Linked DNA regions of Mus musculus: regions 2 and 3 are each linked to region 1. A link is a contact called in public HiChIP or PLAC-seq and promoter capture Hi-C data. All regions are on one chromosome and are shown on one strand. The core of a region is the stretch at or near the end of the contact, and the rest is flanking DNA. Distances in the headings are between cores, read along the strand shown. Region 1 holds the start of Il18 (interleukin 18). Region 2 overlaps Gm32462 (a long non-coding RNA gene). Region 3 has its middle 34 kb from the start of Gm32462.

What was found. Promoter capture Hi-C pulls out the DNA fragments that hold promoters and counts their contacts. HiChIP or PLAC-seq counts read pairs in DNA pulled down with a chosen protein or histone mark.
Region 2: a promoter capture Hi-C map of macrophages shows a contact between it and region 1, with 6 read pairs. The contact joins the enhancer-like site here to the promoter of Il18 in region 1. A contact is called at or near these places in 5 of 39 promoter capture datasets (the C10 cell line, liver, macrophages and 2 more), 2 of 15 datasets of contacts at CTCF or cohesin (CD8 T cells and the NIH/3T3 cell line), 1 of 484 Hi-C or Micro-C datasets (forebrain), 5 of 115 datasets of contacts at active chromatin or transcription factors (bone marrow-derived macrophages, effector CD8 T cells, embryonic stem cells and 2 more) and 4 of 9 other capture datasets (adipose tissue, liver, macrophages and 1 more).
Region 3: an H3K27ac HiChIP or PLAC-seq map of microglia shows a contact between it and region 1, with 8 times the contacts expected there. The contact joins the enhancer-like site here to the promoter of Il18 in region 1. A contact is called at or near these places in 7 of 39 promoter capture datasets (3T3-L1-derived adipocytes, the C10 cell line, liver and 4 more), 2 of 15 datasets of contacts at CTCF or cohesin (CD8 T cells and the NIH/3T3 cell line), 1 of 484 Hi-C or Micro-C datasets (forebrain), 8 of 115 datasets of contacts at active chromatin or transcription factors (CD8 T cells, the HPC-7 cell line, bone marrow-derived macrophages and 3 more) and 4 of 9 other capture datasets (adipose tissue, liver, macrophages and 1 more).

Annotation. Positions count from the first base shown.
Region 1 is chr9:50,553,116-50,556,252 of GRCm38.p6, forward strand. It overlaps Il18 (interleukin 18), which reads left to right and starts at 1,585. Exons shown (of 7, transcript NM_001357221.1): 1 at 1,585-1,862. It overlaps Bco2 (beta-carotene oxygenase 2), which reads right to left and starts at 2,023. Exons shown (of 12, transcript NM_133217.3): 1 at 1,906-2,023.
Region 2 is chr9:50,478,193-50,481,281 of GRCm38.p6, forward strand. Gm32462 (a long non-coding RNA gene) reads right to left here. Exons shown (of 5, transcript XR_379369.2): 2 at 1,881-2,038; 3 at 1,130-1,347; 4 at 1-90. Among named protein-coding and RNA genes, the nearest start is that of Gm32462, 6.4 kb to the right of the region's middle. Within about 2 kb of position 1,464, at least 60 of the 459 cell types and tissues checked have an H3K27ac peak or open chromatin away from gene starts, as enhancers often do. A contact at or near this core is called in the NIH/3T3 cell line, adipose tissue, macrophages and 2 more, where this site is marked.
Region 3 is chr9:50,450,829-50,454,325 of GRCm38.p6, forward strand. No RefSeq gene overlaps it. Among named protein-coding and RNA genes, the nearest start is that of Gm32462, 34 kb to the right of the region's middle. Within about 2 kb of position 1,798, at least 108 of the 459 cell types and tissues checked have an H3K27ac peak or open chromatin away from gene starts, as enhancers often do. A contact at or near this core is called in CD8 T cells, the HPC-7 cell line, adipose tissue and 4 more, where this site is marked.

The DNA of each region.
Region 1 (3,137 bases), core at 335-2,834:
CATTCTTGGCTTGGGAGATGAGCTATTCTAACATTTAACTGCTCTTTTAACTTTGCTGCTGTTTAACTATTCTGCTTCCCGTCAGCTTCCTTCTTCATTAGCTGGTAACTTTAGGCAAACATCTTAACCCTGCCAAACCTCAAGTTTTATCGAAAATAAAATAAGGGTTAAGAGAGGTTAATGACTCCTACTCAGACCTCCCATCATAATGAAATGCAATGATACTTAGCAAATGTTAATCTCCTCTACTGACCTCTTATCACCAAGGAAATGTCAAAGTATAACCTTGGACCTTTACCCTTTAATTTCAACGTTGGCCCTTAGTAATCTCATCTTGATTCGTAAGTTCTCCAGTTATGTCTTCGACCCGACTCTCAACTCTTTATCTCCTCTTCTGAATCAGCTCTTCCACCAGCAAACATCTCGCTTCAGTCTCTCTGTGGGCACTGAATTCATTTTGCTCACTCTCCTTACAGCACAGTTCTTCTGACCCCAGTGGCACAGGCCAGTAGGGGAAATTTGAAAAAAAGATGACTCTGTGGCTTACATATAAATTCCCCAGGCTCAAAATTCTGCACGGGTAACTCTGTCTTCATCAGTCTCTCTCCTGGGACTACAGATTTTTTCCTATCCGAAGCCCATCTTCCTCAGCCCTGGTACCTCAACTTCTCCTTCCTATGTGTCACTTCCTGCTGCCTAACTCAGGCCCTTGACTCTTTCTTGGCAGCCTCTCAGTTGAAGTCTGGAAAGAGAAACTTAGTGAGATGAGTTCCTGGAGCCACTGGACCATCTTAAGGGTTAGAGACCTCAGACAATTGCCTCCAGCTCTCATCAGGTCTAGAGATTCTAATTTATCTGGATGAGCGGGGAAGATGCTTTTCCACCAGTGCAATAATGTGAATATTAAATCTCCTACATGTAAATCTGGCTGCATCATTCATTCCTCCATGTGAATTCCATCCATTCAATCACAAATCACTTGTAATTGTTGAAACTACCTGAGCAGGCGAGGCACTTAAAGACCTCGTATGGCCCTCAGCCCACCCTAGCTGTTCACTCCAGCCTAGCTGGATTGCTCCCTAGTCTCATGACCATTCTATTCTCTTCACTTAGGATATTTCTCATCTCCTTCAGATGAAACTTGCATATGCAACTCAACCTTCAAGTTCCAATTTCTGGGTCACCTGCTTCTTAAGCACCGAATTCCCATTTCCTCGCTACAACTTCGGAGAGCTTTCTGGTGGCCCTTATCTTGCTGTCCTGTGTGATAAAAGGCCAGTGCACTTTACAACCTCTCCTGGCAGTATTCTTTGAATACAAAGTCTAGCTATACCTCCCCACTCCTAGCACCTAGCATGCTGCCTTACATACAATACAGCATACTATATAAGTTACTATGGTTAAATAACTTTATAATTAACTGTGCATATTGTTGCCATTTCTGGCAGTTCTATAATTAACCAATCACTGAAAATAAATCCTTGAAGTAGTAACTATAATAGAAAGCTACAGAACAAAAACCACAGGGTTTGAGACAGTTCCCCAGAATGCAAATAGGAGAACCAAACATTTGCATCCGAATACAAAGCAGTGGTTTTCAGCTGGGAAAACTCAGGATAGAGAAAAACCCTTTGAGGCATCCAGGACAAATCAGATCTCTGGGCTGAATCCTGCCCCAGTGCGTCACATTAGCTGACTGAACACTGGCTGTTCCCACAACGATGAGTACACCAATCCTGTGGTTGGTAAAACAAGCTTGCTTTCACTTCTCCCCTGTGGTGTGCTGCCTGCATCACACAAAGAGGCTTTGGAAGCCTGCTATAATCCTCAGGCCCCGGGCGCAGCAGTCCAACTGCAGACTGGTAAGTGGCCCAGGAAAGGAACGGGTAGAGGGGAGTCCCCTACCTGGGCGATGGTACACTGCCACAGGAAGAACCCTGCGGTGTCAAGAAGGCTGCTGAGGAAACGCAGAAACAGTTGAGAAATAGTATTTAACTCAGTTCTTAACTCAGGTCTTGAGATTTCTGAATCTGCAGCCACTGGCCTGATTAAGTAAATAATGAGCCTGGGTTGTCCCTGGCTCTGAGATCAAATGGGACTGGAGGGGAGGGAAAAGGAGAGGCGGGGCTCAAAACACTAACTTAGTCTCAGTTCTATGGCAAGTGTCCTAACCAACTCTAACCTTTGACATTAAAATTGGACCAATAATAGCCTCCCTCCTTAACCATTCCTTATTGGAATTTGCCCCCACCTGCCGCTAAGTCCATGGAACCAGATTCAGGGGTTCATTGTACAACTTCTCTCCTCTGAAATGATTCAGACAGAATGAAGTTTCAATTTAGACTGGCAGGCAATAGCTCACCCTTTTCCCTTTCCTCTCATCCCTTTTCTTTTACATTCATTAGGTGTTTGGGGTGGGAGGGGCGTTGTTTTTGGTTTAGTTTGCGTTGAGCTGGGTTTTCAAGACAGGGTCTTTCTGTATAGTCCTGGCTGTCTAGGAGCTCACTCTGTAGACCAGGCTGATCTCGAACTCACAGAGATCCACATGCCTCTGCCTCCTGAGTGCTGAAATTAAAGGTGATATTCATTAGTTTTATGAAAAGCATTCTCTCACAATAAAGCACAGACAGGAGACCATAAATACATATCACAGTACATAATTTTATTATTTTAACAAGTATCTTTGAGAACCTAAATAACAAACACTGCTTGGAAGCAAAAATAACAAAAAATGAGATTCAGCACCCCATTATTTTGTTATTGTTTTTTCTTTTCTTTTAATTCTAGCAATCTATGCAGAGCAGCTGGAATTCTCTGAGAGCTTAAGGACAGCCTGGCCTACAGAGTGAGTTCTAGGCCATCCAGGGTTTCATAGGTCCTGCCTCAAACAAACATGTAACTTGATGGAATGAAAATTTACAAGTTTACAAGCATCCAGGTAAAAAGATACTGCCTAATTTAAAAATACAAATTCCTTGTGGTGCCCTATTCTTATATTAGAAAATATACACAGAAAAGACCAATTGTCTATATGATAAAAAGTGGAGATAGATTTTTTTGGAGCCAACTAATGTTATATATTTCATAGACCATTTTTAATAAAATCATAAATGTGCTTTATTTGAATAGAGGAGGAA
Region 2 (3,089 bases), core at 214-2,713, 75 kb before region 1:
TACATGGACCTGTGTAGACCAGAGCTGCCATCCCTCAGCCTCTACGGAGAAGATTCTGTTTCTCTCCGACCGACTTTCCAGCAGCCTCCCCTACAACCGGAATACAGCGGGAAGACAAGAAAAGGAATGAAGAGGCTGAGACAAACCAAAGAACGCCGAAGCCCAAGACCTCAGAAAATGATGCAGTATTTCGAGGCAGCAGCAAAAGAGAGGGGTAGTTAGAGCCAATGACCCCACACCTGCACGCATCAGAAATACACCCCCGCCCTGCCACGCCCCCACCCCCTGCACTCTTTCCTGCAGTGGTCTTATGGTGCAGAAGGTGATACTTCTGGCAGAGAAAAACAAGGGTGATAGGTTGGCATAATTCCAGCTTTAAAAAACTCTAAAACTATCATCTTATGTCTACAAAACACAAAGGAAGGCAGGGGTTTGCAAGTAACAAGGGCCCTTCTCCTGTAAACCCAAGCCAGATGTGAGTGAGGAGCCAGAGGTCCATGCTGAGAACATCCTACCGGCCCTCTCTGTCCTTAATTCTTTGACAGCCAAGCCAATGTCTCATCTCCTCAAGCTGTCATAGTCTTGCTTTAAAACCCAGGGTCCTAGGGGCAGAGAAGGTGTCTCCTGCCTGGAGGAGACTAATGAGATTTCTGGGACCTTCCACCAGCCTGGGCCCTGCTCATTCTCCCCTCTCTGCCCCCCATCTTCCTCTGAGACTGAGATAATGGCCTTTTGTTGACAAAGTTTCACAAGGAAATGGAATTTGTTGCCTTCCTTTCCACCTCCCCTCCCCGGCTCCACCCCATGTCAGCTGCAGTAAAGGGCCCCAGCTGGGCGAGCCTCCTCCCCGTGTCTGTGACAAGCACATGCAGCCCTGACTCAACTTCCATTGCCCAAGAAGGGAAAGAAGCCTGGGAAACTTGGAGTCCCCTCCAGAGATGGAATGGGCAGCTCGCAGGCACCACCTCAGTCGAGTCTCTCCAGTAATAAGAAGAAAGGCAAACATTCATTGAGAGGTTTGTCTTTGCATATATTATCTCATTAAAAGCTCCCAACAAACAAGGAGTGAGAAATCCCCTTGTGCCCACTAATAGAGGAAATAAGGCAGGGAGATATTTGGAGAACTCACCAAGGGCAACAGTCACAGAGACACAAACACACATCTCCACATCAGAGCTCTGGCTGTCGCCAACCACTCAGGGGCCACCCTTCTCGCTCTGAAGAGGAGCCTCCTCTTCTCTGCATGGGTGATGGTGGTAATCCTCTTAATCCCGTCGGAATCTCCCCCTCCAAAGGTTAGAAGCCACTTTCTGATGGTGTCTTGGGAGTGATGGCAGGAGCATAATTCTGACGAACGGAAACACATTTAATAAGGGTGATTTACTGGCTGCTACTGAAACAGTATTTCGGCAGATAATGGTTTTCCGCTACAGCAGGGTTTCGTGATCTCCATATTACTGACATTTCAGGCCAGTTCTGCTTTTGTCTGTGTTGAAACACTCCTGATCTCTACCTCCTACATGCCAGTTGTACCCTAAGATACCGCAGATGTGACAGCCTCAAATACCCCCCACCCCGACATTGCCAGATGCCCCCTCCGTGGCAAAAAGTCACCCTCACAGATGAGCACAGTTGCTTGAGTAAACAAATAAACAGAATGAAAGAGCAAGAAAGCTTACTTCCTCTACCTCTGACCAAACAGCTCTTCTTACTCACAGTCAGTAAGTGAAAACTCTTGGAAATGATCATAAAAACCCCAGAACATCAATTTCAGAAAACCAAGGCAAACCTTCCTGTTGTCCTGAACCGATCACTTTCTATATGTAGGAAATGTCATGATGGGATGTCACAAGCTTGTTGCAATGTGTAGCCAGTCAAACCTGGGTTCAAGTTCCAGTGTGCGCTCCCCAGTCGCTCTGTGAAGAGGTGGGGCAGAAATCACGGTCTGATCAGCCCTGCACACGCTAGCTGTGCTCAGGGCCCTGGGTATCTTCTCAGCTCCATTCCTGCAATGGCCCGCTGCTATGAGGATTCACAACTGCAATGAATCAAAGCAACTTAAGTACAGTTTGGCTCAAGAAGTCTTGAAAATACTCACCTCTTTCCCCTCCTCCCACATCTCACCAGACCTTTGAGGTCACTAGGAACTGCTGATTTGTTTGGGTCTCTTCTTACCTGAACTAAGTCAGAAAATCTCTGTTGTTGGGGGTGCATAGCATCACTACCAATATATTCACTCATAATAAGTAAACTATTCTCTTTCATGTAATTTTATTGATGACAAAAGTTGATAGTATAATATTGGTGTTAATTCTATTAGTATGATACTACATTACCAGCAGAGTGTATATGACCTATGTGAATCAATGCATCTTCATTGTGCCACCTATTATATTCTGAAAATATTTCACTAAAATGTCTATATATTTGTGTGACTATCTAGCTGTCTGTCCCTAGAGAGGGTCTTATGTATTCACTGTGTACATGAGGAGGACCTAGAACTTTTGATCCTCCTGCCTCATCTCCCAATTGGTGTCAGGATTATAGGCATGCACTACCATAGTCAGTGCATGTGTTTGCTGAGGAGCAAGCCTAGGGCTCCTTAAGGAAGCACTCTACCCACTGAGCCACATCCTCAGTCAGAGTGTTTGATAATTATCCAAAAATGTTATGATATTATTGAGCAAAGGTAGACATAGTCTATATGGCAATTGTGGTGGTTTCAGGGAGTGGCACTATTAGAAGGTATGACCTTGTTAGAGGAAGTGTGTCACTGTGAGCATGGGCTTTAAGACCCTCACCCTAGCTGCCTGAAAGTCAGTCTTCTCATAGAAGCCTTCTGATGAAGATGTAGAATTCTCAGCTCTACCTGTACCATGTCTGCCTGGTTGCTGTCATGTTCCCGCCTTGATGATAATGGACTGAACCTCTAAATCTGTAACCCAGGCCCAACTAAATGTTGCCTTTTTCATGGTGTCTCTTTACAACAGTAAAACCCTAAGACAGCAATGTTTATAAAAATAATGCTTTAAGTGCATTAAAAATTATAAAGAATTGCTTTTAAATAAAGTTATTTTTTAATTATTAAA
Region 3 (3,497 bases), core at 548-3,047, 100 kb before region 1:
TAACATTAGATGTAATACTAACTCTCGACTGGCCAATGGCATGCTCAGAGATCTCCCACGTGAAGATTTCCCTAACCCCTAAGTTGTCATGTCCTGCACTATGCGCTGGCCGCACTGGAATACATATACTCTATACTGGATTACAGTATTACTTGTCTTGATCTCTGTGGTGTGTTAATCAAAGGGGTGTTATGAGTATAGAAAGTCCACAGTAACATTGCACAAAGTTCCCAACAGCATCTACTTTATAATACTTCTTAGACAAATGGGGCTAGTGGGGGGTTGGGGGAACCAATCTTTCCTCCTCGAGACACCAGGCAGGTCAACCAGTGTTATACTGTCAGCATCATTAAAAATCATCCACTGTTAATCCCTTTATGTTCTCATTGTGAGCCCTCCTTCTGATGTCCATTGGCCTGTAAGTAAGGAAAGACGTTTGGGTGTAAGGTAGTGTGATTCCCTAATTGACAGCTGTTGGACTCTCCCTAGCTGCCCCACGCCCTTGAGCAAAACAAGTAGATTTCAAACAGACAGCAAGACTACCACGGCCATTTTGAACACCCTGCTGAGCCCTAAGGAAGGGTATATGTCCATCACAGCTGCTAGCTCTGCCTCCTGAACGTGTGGCTCCACGCAGGATGGATTTAAGCCACTTGCACTGAATTTTTTAGCTGTCACAAGGTTTAGTGAACTTTAAATGATAGAAACATTTCCACCTAGACCAGAGAAAGCCCCAGGACCCAACAAGGGAACGCTATGGTTGATGCTAAAGGGCATGATTGGTGCAAATACAACAGTCATTTTCATGTGGAGTGTGCTGTGATTGGTACAAACTCCCTCTCCCTCTCTCCCTCTCTCCCTCTATTTCTCCCTCTCTGCCTTTCTCCCTCTCCCTCCCTCTCTCCTTCTCCCTCCCTCTCTCCTTCTCCCTCCCTCTCTCCTTCTCCCTCCCCCCTCTCTCTCCCCCTCTCTCTCTCCCACTCTTCCTCTCTCTCCTCCCTCTCTCTCCCTCCCTCTACCCCCCCTCTCTCTCTCTTGCTATACCAGCAGGCTTCTCAGCTCACTCGGTCAGTTACCTACTAGACCCTCTCTGTGCAGCCTCCCCCAGTGTTGCAATATCAGACCACAAAATGCTTCTCTTGAGTGATCAGTTCTTGGACTGAGCTAGAACCACAAAGGAAGAAGCGGCAGATGGCAGAGCCGGAGGAGTGGCAGCAGCCATGACAGCTGGGTGACAGACAGAATAAGAGGCAACGGTGGTGGAGGGGCAGCTTAGCTCAGAGCCGGAGCTAAGCAGCTGTCAGACTGGTCTGCAAAAGCAAAAAGAGGTAGCCGGCCACTTGACAGCCAAGCAAGGGGTGGCTAGAGAGTTCCGGACAAAGCAGGAATAAGGTGACGACAGAAGTAGAAAGGTCAGTGAACTGAGGCTAGGGAAGAATGGAAAGATGTAAAGACCCAGGGAGGAAAAGCTTCAGACTCTGGTCACTGGAAGAGTGTAAACCAGAAAGCTGTAAAACATTTAGGTCTGGGTCTCAGACACCCTAATCCTGGGAACCAGCTGTAGCACTGCCGTAACACAGCCGTAACCAGGCCTGCCAAGAAGCTGAAACAGGCAGGCACTCACTCGGGAATCTCCACTCCCTGGGCTCACACAACAGGTGCAACACTTGAGAAACTAAGGGTTTTAGTAGCCTAGGCTCTCTACCATTTCAGCCAAGGATCTCAATGTGCAGAGCATTCACGAGAGTCTGACACTAGAGGGCGCCACCAGCTGCTTCTGCTGCTCCTGCCTACAGCTCAGTACTGCAGCGCCACACTGCGGAATAGATAGATACACTGGGCTCCCAGGCCAACATGGAAGAGCCTCTCTTCGCCCACCCACAACATCCGGCTGACCAAAGGACTCCAGCCAGCTGATCGGTAACACTTGCAGTGACTATGCACTGGCCGCGCTGTGCCATACCTGTCACATAACCTGTGGTTGTATACATTGTTACTGCACATCAGCCTTCTCGAAATTTTCTCTGAGAGCCACATTTTTGCAAGTTATAAAATTACCTTTCAAGCCATGTGTAATATAAGATCAAAGTCTTCGCATCAAATTTCTCTAAAATGTTATGGTCCACAGGTCGCAAGTTCCCTTATCTATAGCAGTTAGAGTAAGGATATAGGCAATTCTGAGTAATTCTGTAGCTGACCTCAATAGTATTTACGTTATTTAGTTGTAACAACGTTTTAATAACTATTTCAACAAAACATGAAAGACCAAAGCCTCTTCAAGGGTAAGCCAAGGAAGAGATTATACTCGAGTGCATCTCTGCCTATTGAATACCCAGGCTCACATAGCAAAAGCTGTGGGAGGGGCAGCGAGGTGTCCCACTGGGAAAAGTGCCTGCCGTGCAAAGCTCGTGATGTGAGTCTGATCCCCAGAACCCACATAAAGGTGGAAGGAAATGACTGGCTCCACAAAGTTGTCTTCTGACCTCTACACGTGTGCCGTGGAACATGTATACACATACACACACCACACCTACATCATCACCATCACCACCATCATCCTCAAATTCATCTCAAGGTTTATCCATCCAAATCAGTCAGGACAGTGGAACTCAGCCTCAGGCTCCTTTTAAATCCTTTAAACCTTAGATCTATGCAGCTATACTGACTGAGCATTTATAGTTACTGTATTTAAAGACTTTCAAACAGGACAACACAGATCATTTTTCATCACTGTTTCTTTTTACACTGACATTTTGTAGCAAGAAAGAAAAATAGACAAATAATGACAAACTTGAATCCACACTGACATCTTCACAGAATCCAACTTCCATTCACTGAAAGACATTTCCTCAATACACCCATTTTGTTTCTAATCTGTATTAACTCACACCTCTAGCTGTCATATCAAAATACAATTTAAAACATATTTTCCCCATCCATTTGCATCTCCAAGACACTCATACTTTACTCTCCAATTTTCAGGAAGAGAAAGACAAAATCGAGGTGGCTGGGACAATCCTAAACAGAAAGGTGTTTTGTTAAATGTTAGTGCGTCTGCTGTAATGAGTTCCATCAGCCTGCATGCTACTGAAGACAGTGATTCTGTGCCCTAATAATTTTTTTCCATGCAAAAGCAAGAGGTTTATTTTCTGGCGCATTGGGGTCAACCTTCAATTAGTCCCTTGAGGCCAGTAACTAGAGGGCGACCCCCAAATGGCTATTACAAGCATTTTTTTATATTTTTAGGGGCACAGGTTACATCAGCAAGGTTACAGTTTAAGTATTGGCTAAGCATGTTGACCTTTAAATCTATTGGCCAGCAAGCGTGGGCAGATCTGCACCCTAATAATTTAGGTTCACATTTAATACTACAGCCACCTCCCACGGCGTAGGTGCCTACAGTGTCTATGAAAATGTTAAAAGGCTCTGATGGGGCGGGGTGTGGAGGGGCACGCGTATAATCCCAGCTTTCAGTGGGGGGTGCTGAACGGAGAAGA